2 separate regions of the Bicyclus anynana genome follow, and region 2 is linked to region 1. Evidence: chromatin contacts called from public Hi-C data. All regions are on one chromosome and are shown on one strand. Each heading gives the region's core, a stretch centred on a gene start, on an enhancer-like site or on the middle of the called end of the contact. The rest is flanking DNA. Distances are from core to core; before and after follow the strand shown.

What was found. A called contact is a pair of places that touch in the nucleus more often than the background predicts.
Region 2: a Hi-C map of whole larva shows a contact between it and region 1, with 2.7 times the contacts expected there. The contact joins the enhancer-like site here to the promoter of LOC112047082 in region 1. A contact is called at or near these places in 2 of 2 Hi-C or Micro-C datasets (whole body and whole larva).

What each region holds. Positions count from the first base shown.
Region 1 is chr5:13,312,850-13,318,056 of ilBicAnyn1.1, forward strand. It overlaps LOC112047082 (protein pelota), which reads right to left and starts at 1,940. Exons shown (of 7, transcript XM_052881511.1): 1 at 1,799-1,940; 2 at 163-406. The coding sequence starts at 1,896.
Region 2 is chr5:13,357,018-13,362,942 of ilBicAnyn1.1, forward strand. LOC112047055 (CAP-Gly domain-containing linker protein 1) reads left to right here. Exons shown (of 17, transcript XM_052881506.1): 4 at 66-302; 5 at 375-564; 6 at 641-860; 7 at 3,587-3,640. Among protein-coding and RNA genes, the nearest start is that of LOC112047055, 25 kb to the left of the region's middle. Within about 2 kb of position 3,549, at least 4 of the 8 cell types and tissues checked have open chromatin away from gene starts, as enhancers often do.

The DNA of each region.
Region 1 (5,207 bases), core at 690-3,189:
TATTTTATACCTGTGTTCCTACAGAAACATGAACTATGGAGGTGGAACCACTGGAGGTGGGAGGGCCAAACCACATTGGACCAGCGTGGTGGACTATTGGTCTCTCTCATTTTGAGAGGAGACTCGAGCTGAGCCGAATATGGGTTGATAATGATGACTTACCTTAACATATTGGTTCTCAACAATATTGCGGCCTTTTAACCTTAATACACAGGCCTGGGTATCAAAGTCGATGGTCTCCACCCTTATTGTGAGCGTCGTACGGACTCTGTTACTGGTAGAGGAGCCAGTCGACGATTCAGTTTGCACTTTTCGTACGGTCGACGCCGTAACTACATCACCCTTCGCTATTAAGTTGTAGGCGTGCCACATGTCCTCCGGCTCTTCAGGCACAAGTGCGATGCACCTAAAAATTTCAAATTATTAGACATAAAAACAAGAGAGCTTCTTACAAAATTGATAGTCGAATTGTCTAAGACTTACCCGCTGCCATCTTTATCGATGTTCTTAAACACAAGCTTCATTTTATTATTGTGGAAAGAAAGTGGTACCTTATTTGGAAACCATTTTCTTAAAATGCAATAGATATTTTATTTTCACGTGAAATTCGGATTTCGGTGTATCTTCACATCGTGACATGTAAATTATGACACTGACAGTGACATTTCACGTTTAGGTTTAGCTGTCAAAAAGAGAACTGACAATACAATGCTACCAATAAAAAAAAACCGTTACTCAAGCTGCCAACATTATACCCAAACTCAAAGTAACGTTGTGAAATTTAAAAGATTCATTGACAAAATAATAAGTCGCAGTACATAATTAAAATACCAGAAGATATTGACTTATTTCAAAGTAGAAAAAAAAACCGTAACTAAATATTCTCAATGTAGATAGGTGAATTAATTTTAAAATGTATAACCCTAAGAAATCAAGTTTTTAAACTGATAACAAATGCTTTTTAAACGAGCAGGCAATGTAAAGTGAAGTAGAAAATTTCAATGACTTTCACGCGGCGGTTTTGGTATAACGCAGCAATGTATAAGAAATTCGTCAAGTACAGTAATTTTTGTGCTGTGTGTGCATCTTTCGAGTTTCTCTAGTTGATTGTAAATATATTTCTAGCTTCCTGTTTTTATTTTGGTGCTTACATTTTATCTAATTTAAGGTAGTGTTCGTCTAGAATATGGATTACCATAAAATTTTGTGAGTTTGTGTTGATTTGGTGTAGTGAGTGATAACGTTGTCAAGCTCAGCTGGTTTCAGGAGGCGAGCGGTAAAAATTTCGCGAGTTTTTCTTTAAGTCACGGATAGCACATTTTGTGCTCTATTTCCTCATCCAAGGTATGCAGTTATATTTTTCATATCAATGATTTAAAAGAAGGTACGAGTCTCGGTACTCGAAGACTTTCAAACTACCAAACATTTGAAATATAGCGCTTGAAATTTTTTTCGATTTTAAGATCGTTACTAATTATCATTGTTATAACTAAATTGCGTAAACGTAAATATAATTTATTTACATTTACGTTAGCGTTATGGCCGTGAGCCAGATTGCGTGTTCTGTTATTGCGCGGGAACTTGCGGTATTTTTAGTTTATTAGCCGTGAGAGTCTTTGATACGCGTCGTTTTGTTTTCACTTTTAATTTTTTTTACTAGCGTCGTTAAACCGTAGCTCGATTTTGAACCAAGTATGGGAACGTGACGTAGTTTCGCTAAAATATAAAAAAAGAAAAGTGTAAAAAGTGCTTCAAGATGAGTGATAAAATGGAAGAAGCTGTTGAAGCCACAACTCACCCGCCAGCGCCGTCGTCAACATCCTCCGATGCAGCTTCAGTCAGCACAACTGCGTCTACAGTGCCCAGGTCTGAAGCCTCAAGACCTCCGCATTTCATCAAGCCATCAGGTCTCAAACCACCATCCAAGATTGGAAGGCTCTGTTCCAACTCTGCACCGAAACCTGCTGTGCCGATTTCTCCAAGAAGTGGTGAGTTATTTTTTCCTACACTTCTTTATTGCTACACACTTAAGACCAACATTGAAAGCTTGCTGACACATATACAAAAATTCCCTACATTTCAACAATTAGTGTTCCCATAGAAAATTAGTAAATTCCTTAGCTGTTATTAATTCAATATACAAAATACTTCCTATAAATGGTAGCACATTAAATAGTATTTAAAAGTATTTTCTTAGCAATCAAAATTTAAAAACTTTTAATATAATGTTTCACACTTGCATTAGATTATGATGCAAATATAAAAACACTATATGCATGTCACCTGGCATATTGAATTACCTCTATGGATCTAATTCATAATAAATCAATGGGTTGCTTAATACAACCAAACATATATTTTAAATATAACTTTTTTAAAACATTTCTGTTGCAAACTGCAGTTGACAGATTTTATATTTTGTAGTTGGGAATGCAATGTTTTATGTTTTTTTTTTATAAATCTATCATTATTAGTTTCCAATCATTTATGGTGGAGTTTAAATTGGTTAATCAGTCCAGTAATTACTGATGGATTCGACTTTACCCATTGCAACTGTCAATCTCATTACGTCCAATCAATCTCTGATATCAGGTTAATGGAGTAATGCTTCAGTTAAGACTAATTTAACAATTTATAAATCCCATTAATACTTTGTGTAACACAAAAAGTCAAGATGTTTGAGGATTATACTCAATTAATGCAACGAAGAAATAGTGTATAGAGTCATAGTTTTGAACAAAATTTCTTGACAGAGATGCTTTATGACAGAGAGACTATTATCCTAGTCTCTGAGAGTACTCTAGTCTCCACTACTTCCTGACTGAAGTACTTCATGTTACTTTTTTTATGTGTCAGCTAGTATGAAATATAAATGCTCTCTCCACATGATGGACCCGGCAGATATTGTCTCTTCAGCTTTATGCAAGACACTTTGTATCCTCATCAACCCATATTCGGCTCACTGCTGAGCTCGAGTCTTCTCTCAGAATGAGAGGGGTTAGGCCAATAGTCCACCACGCTGGCCCAATGCGGATTGGCAGACTTCACACACGCAGAGAATTAAGATAATTCTCTGGTATGCTGGTTTCCTCACGATGTTTTCCTTCACCGATTGAGACACGTGATATTTAATTTCTTAAAATGCACACAACTGAAAAGTTGGAGGTGCATGCCCCGGACCGGATTCGAACCCACACCCTTCGGAATCGGAGGCAGAGGTCATATCCACTGGGCTATCACAGCTCTTTGTATGCACAATAGTAAAGACTTAGGTAGCTACAATACAAATAGGTGAGGATAATTGCAGTTTCTATAAATGTACCGTTTGCATTAGGTCATCATCTTAGCTTATTTATATCAGTGAGGTGGAACTGGTGACCTCAGAACATTAGACCTCAGTTTTGTCGTTGGACATAAATCTCATCAAAATACTACTAAACGACCGTGATCTGACCGCCGATAAACCGGTATTTTAATAGTTACTACCAATTTATTCGTATTTTAATTACGTCTGATCGTTATGCGCAATCATAACATTTCGCATAACATGCATGATTGCATGATCAGTATGCCATTTATGATGCACTTTAAACAATGCAATAAGTCTCTAGCTAAGCAATTATTGCCGCTCGACTATCGTACTTTATACCTACTGAATACGAAATTAGGTATGTCTGTCTGTTATCTTCTCTCAGCTAAACCGCCTACGATTTGGATGAAATTTGGTAGAGATTTAAGACCTTAGAGCAGAAAATACGCTACTTTTTATCCCCGAAAATCCAGGGTTCCCGTGGAATTTGTACATGACAGAACTTCACACGAACGGAGACGCCGCCGTCTGCTAGTTCATTATATTTCATACTTATGAAATGAAGTACCTACGTAATGTATTTTTCTTTGAATTTATTAGATTAATTCTTTATTAGACTTCGTAAGGTCAGTAGGTACAGATTCAGATTCGGCTAAGAACTTACACCGGTTCTAATAAATTACGTCGAAATTTAATCGACGAAACGCCTTACGAAATGTCCATTTAGTTGACTTACGTTGACACTACGTGCGAGCCCTACTTTCGCTAAAGACTTCTGGTAAGACTGACCGCGTCTTTAGTACAATGTTATCTACAACTTCGCAATTCTTAGACCGAGTCAAAGGTCTTCTAGTGAGTGACATTTAATTACCATTAAAATCGTTCCACTGACATCGAACTTTGCAATTATTTGCAAGTAGAAGATTCCTAATAACATGACGGTATCTTAGACAACGTTCTTTTAAATCTACCGTAGACAAAGTCAAAGGTCTACTCACATCACTCACCATAAATCACATTTACTTTCATTATTCACTGCGATATTTCTCAACTATTTTTGGTATTCCCAAGAATGTTTGGTGTGTTGAGACTTGAGAGCAATGTTGTCTTGAATTAAACCGAGCGATTGTTTTGACCATGTCAAAGGTCCATTTACTAAATCACATTTAATGGCCTTTTACAACGAAAGATTCGACATCAGACTTTCGCAACCGGCGACACTAAAGGATAAACTACCTTATCGCAAAATAATGTTTCCACCTAAGGTTAGCCATTGTATTAGACTACCAAGTTATGCGACGCATGGTGGGAAAGTCACCTTACACGCCTAGCTCGCTAAAGTATCGGATGTATAATATCATCATCAATATGCCATCCATCAAAATAATGCACTGAATGTAAAGCAATTAGGCATTCTCTTTTTAAATCAAGAATGGGCACGTATCTTTAGAGAAAGTGTTGGAATGTCATTTTTTAACAATACAAATCATGGTTCCCATTGAGTTTCACCTGAAATTGACTTCAATTTGCTCCGGCGTGTAGGTACGCATCGATCGACGCCGATTCGTGGCTAATCGGCGATTTCTCCACCAACTTGCGTGATACCTAATGACAATAAAAACGCTTAGTGCATGCCGTCTTCGAGTTAAGGGTTTATTAGTTTTTTAACCTCTGAAAATTAACATACACAATTACTTAATTAGAGCCAAAAACGACAAACCCTACGATCGTATCGTGATAAAACATACGTCTACATAATACGTACGCATGTTATGTATGTTCCAGACCAGAATAACTTTAGAATGTTATTCTTAGAAGACATTCACAGTGCACACAACATGAATGACGTCTAAGAATAGAAGTTCTGAAGGACAGGAACTGTTGTTAAACTTTCCAG
Region 2 (5,925 bases), core at 2,299-4,798, 46 kb after region 1:
AATTGTATCATTAATGAATTTGAAATTAATTAGCTTTGTTATCTAAAGATTTTGGACTATTGCAGGTAAAAATGACGGCTCTGTGGCTGGTTTCCGTTATTTCCAATGTCCCGAAAAACGAGGCGTGTTTTCTCGCCTCACTAGATTAACTAGAGAACCAATAGCAAGCCACGCACCGCATGATGCATCACCTGTCTCGGACGCCGGAAGCGTGTTCGAACGACCACCTTCAGGGTCAGCGAGACCCAGGCGAACGCTTTCACCGAATGGCAGTGTTCGAAGCATTGTCAGCAGTAAGATGAGTAAGTTAAACTTAGTCAAGTCAAATTGTATTGTCTCACCCGAAGGGGAATTTAAAACGTTTACTTTTGTAGATGCTTCCATATCGACCACCACAAATGGAGACCTTCGCCTCGGCGATCGAGTAATAGTATCTAGCAGCAGGGGCAGCAAGGCTGGTACACTTCGGTATGTGGGTGTTACCGAATTCGCGACTGGCGTCTGGGGAGGTGTAGAATTGGATGACCCTCTGGGGAAAAACGATGGATCCGTCGATGGAAAGAGGTAAATTAAATCAACGTTCATCCACAAAAGATTTTACATCAGCTGCTAAGTATTTTGACATGCGAATCTCTTGCAGATACTTTGAGTGCGCTCCTCGTTTCGGTCTGTTCGCGCCAATTTCGAAGGTGTCGCGTTCGCCTTCGAACCGCAAGCCCGGGGCGTGCGCTATCCACAGCAACGGGCGGGCGACGCCGGTGCGCCGTTCCAACTCGCGCGAATCGCTGACATCGCTCGGAACTTCGATCGCGTCTTCCCGACCGGGGGTGAGACTCGGGGTGACGTCGCTGGGTGCTCAGGTAGGCTAGCCCCGTGCGCGCTCCGCGGAGCCGCCCTCCCCCCGCTCGCCGCGCCCGCTCGTACGGCCGCACCGCAGCGCGCCCAGCTTGCTGGACAAGACGCTGCTGGTGAAACACGTGGAGATGGACCGCTGCGCCCTCATCGCTCTGCCGCAGCCTCGGGTGTACTACGACCTAGTGTTCCGCAACTCTAAAAGCGATGCGCTCGTTCCGCGCGGAACGAACGCTTCGCTGCCCAAGTCGTGGCGCTGTTCGGAGAGCGTGCTGAGTTTCGAGACGCGGTCAGAGCGATCGCGGCGCAGCGTTTCCAGCACCAGCAGCGCTGCTTCGGTGGGGTCGCGCGGCGGCGAGGTGGTGCGGTGGGGCGGGCGGCCGGGAGCCGTGACGAGGGCCAGCCGGGGCCCGGCTACGGACCTGTTCGTGGAGATGCCGCCGTCGCGCAATCACTTCTCAGGCTTCGGAAAGAGCTACCATTTCTCTTGCGTGTCGCCTTTCCAGTTCACATATCCATATGTAGTGTACATTTGAGCATAATGTTCCTGTCGCTACCTACTTTATCATTGTTTATAATCGGCTGTGGTACCTAATCTCTATTTGTATTTGCAATAATGTACCTACAAACATATGTATTGTTGCAAAAAATCTGTATGGTATTTAAACTCCAGGGACGAGTATACGTAAAAACACATTTCCTCGATTTGATTCATGGTGCCATCATATTTTAAATACAGCTTCTGTGTTATACCTAGGTTCGTATCGTTTACGAACTCTAATACCTTTTTTCGAGGCAAACGAGTCTCCAGCGATGGCTACACGCAAGAGTAATGGTGGGTAGAAGTAGCTTTTCGTTTGCATGGTTCAGTAATTAATTTTGTTTGGTCTGTAGCTGGCACACCTTGGTTTGGCCCTTGTGTTAAATTATTTTTATTTATCATTGACAATTATTCTTAATTTTATTATTTATTTAATTAGATTGATCATGATTGATTTTCTATAATTTTATATATTAATTTCATTGTAGTTCCTCATTAATTTATTATTATAATTATGATGCTTTTTAAAGGTGCTTCATGGCATTTAGTTCGATATACATTTTATGAGACTGAAAACTCATATATTTATTATAATTTAACTGTGATATTACGTATAAGAGGCTTACCTATAAGGGTCTTATAAAAGTATTATTGCTGTAGCGTTGTTTTTAACAAGTTTTATTTTGCTTATACTTACGAGTAGGTATAATATATTTGAGAATATTTTATCGAAACATTAATTTATTGATCAGTATGATTCCTATACTTAAATATTAATCATTAGGGTAGATGTGCTGATATTTGGAATTTAATTCTCAATTACAGCACAATAATAAATACATAATTGAAATCCAAGATTTTGGAAAACCTACCATTGAAAATAATTATTCTTATCTTATATTATCATGATATCATATGTACACTTTTACTAGATGTAGAAAAACAAACTGATTGACATACTTATAACAGTTTTCAATATATATAAATTACAATATGACATATACTCTGATAAATATATTACCCCCATTCGCGTCGCCATAATTAGCTAAGAACAGAATATATTTTACCGATTTTATTAAATACTAGCTGGCGCCGCGCGGTTTCACCGGCGTGGTTCCCGTTCCTGTAGGAATACATGGATAATATATAGCCTATAGCCTTCCTTGATAAATGGGCTATCTAACACTGAAAGAATTTTTTAAATCGGACCAGTAGTACCAGAGATTAGCGCGTTCAATCAAACAAACAAACAAACAAACAAACAAACTCTTCAGCTTTATTATATTAGTATAGATTTAATTTAATATTTTTGTTTATTGAATTTTATTGATTTTGCTTCTTTCAAAAAAAGCACAGTGTACTAATTTCATGTAGATTTTTTTGTTGCTAACCTATGTTGGATTTGCGTGAACACATTCAGTGTCGAACTTTTGATGAGCAAAAATATTTTATGAGCTTACAAACTTCAACCATGTTTCCATGAAATACGCCACGATTTTACGAGAATGTTTTACATTTTTTCCTAAAGGTTTCTAATAACACAGGTGTAGATGAATTATACCTACGTTTACTCCTAATAACTGTACATTGAAACTGAGCGGAAAGTAGTTCTTTTACGCTGCTTCAGTAACTCGCAGTAATTGTAACGCTCCAGCTTTAAAGTACCAGGATCGCAGAAGTAATGAAGCATTTTGTCTATATTACTCCTGTATTTAGCCGCGATATATGAGTTGTGTCGTTATAAAAGATTTCCAGTGCAGGTGACGCATCCATAGCAGCCTTTGTCTTTCCAGATTCGACTACCTCTCTCACCGATATAAAAAAATATTCATGAGGCAGTTAGAACGACGACTTCTCTTTTTCAAAATCCTGTTGTATTCTTATTCTGCAATTGGTTAATCTGATAGTTTTTAGACATAATAAAACCCGTCTATATCTTATTAAAAAATGAAAACTGCGCCCAAAAAGTCCATTAGTGACGATACCACAAACAAACACACAGTTTGACACCCATACACGCAAAAGCTTTTAAAATATTTTTACTTATCAAAAGTTGTACATCCCGCGTGTTTGTGCGGTTAGAACTGAGTGCGCTAACGTGTGTTGTTTTCATGTTTTGCGCGCATGTGCACGATCACTAACGTCACGTCACGTCACGTCACGGTACGTACGTTACGGCACATCGCGCGACAGCGGGCCGGTCCACGCGCGTCCTCCACCCCGGTGTCGGCGAAGAGCGCGTTGCAGGTACAGTACGCTACTATTGCTGCGCGGTAATCACACGATCGTCAAATTAACCTCAATAACAGCAGTTTGCAAACAATACTCTTAAGTCTTACAGTGTTTTCGAACGAGTATTATAGGTTCCAGAAACCCTAACATGCGTCAACGATATATCTTGTGAAAAGAAAACAAATGCCGACCAATATCAGAGGAGTTGACCTCTGTTATTGGTCCTCTTTTCTCCCAACGCATCAAAAGAGAGAGCGATATTTCCGACTTTACCATTATTGGTCTCAGACCAACTTGGACCAAACAAACATTTAGACTTGTATCGAACATCACACATTGAACATATTTAACACCAATAAACCAATAAATATATCCTGTAGTGTAAAAGACACTACACACAACTATAAAATTAAATCATAATACACACACTGAAACATTCATTCTATAGACCCACTTTGCATAAAAACGTTAGATCATGATCATATACATACTTTTGACAGAGGGGTAACGTCTAGCGAGGCAAGTCTTCTGGTAACTGGTCTGAGTTATTGATCGATATTTGTCTCGCCTGGAGATATCATATCGTGGTGCTCATCTTAAGCATACAGATGTCTTCGAGTCGATTGCCAAAACTAACTTTATAATGTATTGTATTGAGTATTGACTGTCAAAGCCACCGTATATCTGAAGCATATTTCTCACTATCAAACAATACAGCACTTAATACTATCAGAATTGTTGCTGGTGTTAATATAAATTAATTAACACTTTTGCTATCTTCGTCGGCGATAACTAAACTATCGCGTTAATTAATTTTGAACTGTATGTCAACGTTAGCAATGTTAAAAATTGATTGATATTCACAAATACGTTGCTAGGTATGTTTTGGCCTTTGACATCCCCTTGGTAGAAAATGATAGAGCCTATATTGACTCAGAAATACTGTAAGACTTCGAAGTAACGTTTGTGACAGTCTAAAGAACATTCTTTAACATTTCAGCCAATTGTTCAATAACAGATAGGTATTAAGTTCCCCATAAAATCGTTGAATAATTTTACGATAGCCTTAACTTCAGAATTGTGCAGCTAACTTTTGCCGCGTTTATTTATTATCATTATAGTTAAACTGTAAAACCTTTTATGTGACCATGCCCTGTAATATGTCTTTGTTTCTAGCTTAATTATACGACTGACATTGGTAAAAGTATGTTTGCTTTTAGAATTGTCATATTAGTATAGTGTGAATTAGGATTTATAAGATAGTACTTTACGAAATTTCTAATATTTTATTTTATCTAACAGTACTAAACACTATATTTACAGAACGCCGCATTTAAAGTTTTACATTAATAATTTAAAGCCTTCCTTTTAATAATTCTTGTTCGTTTTTTTTTAATTCTTTACCAAATTAGACCTTGACTACAATTTCACCTGTTGGTAAGTGATGATGCAATCTAAGATGGAAGCGAGCTAACTTTTTAGGAGGAGCATGAAAATCCACACCCCTTTCGGTTACTACCACATCGTACCGGAACGCTAAATGTTAAAAGGAAAACAGTATATATGCAGTAATAATTGGCTGATTTATGTTAAAGAATAGTCAGCATTTTTAAAAGTTGAACGCATCATAGTGTGGCCACCGCACTACAATAGTGGTATTATATAAATTGTTTGTACTGCATCTGCAGCACAATTTCAGAATCGAAGTTTTGTGATGATAAGCCAGCATAATTATCCATTGAGTAGGCGAAACAACAGGTTTTCTATATGAAAATTAATATAAAAACGGAATAAACCACTTTGATACGAAGTGCTATTAAGTTTATTTTGTTGCCAGAGGTGCCGCATTCTGGTAAAAATGTATCAATTGCTTACTTCGTATAAAGTAAAATATATTAATAATATTCTGGCATTAATTGCCAGAAAATTATTGATCGTTATCTGAGAATTACCGAAACAAACGAATAAATTTAATAGAAAACCTGTAGACGTCTACATAATATTATGTAAACAATGGAAACGTACAACGACATTATTTTCTCATAATATAATAATTTGTTTTACATTAATGATTGATGTTTTATACTTACAAGGTAAAAAATAACATATAATCATAATCCAGACTTTTTTACAGATGCCTTATTAGTTTATAATAAATAACTTAGACATTTTGTCAATTACCGCACATTATAGTACAAAATATGTAAGCTTCTTTAATCATGTTCCAATATTTCAATTTTAACTTAGCGACGAATTGTGATCAAATTTTCAAAGTTACGACGAAAATGCTTCGCAATGCA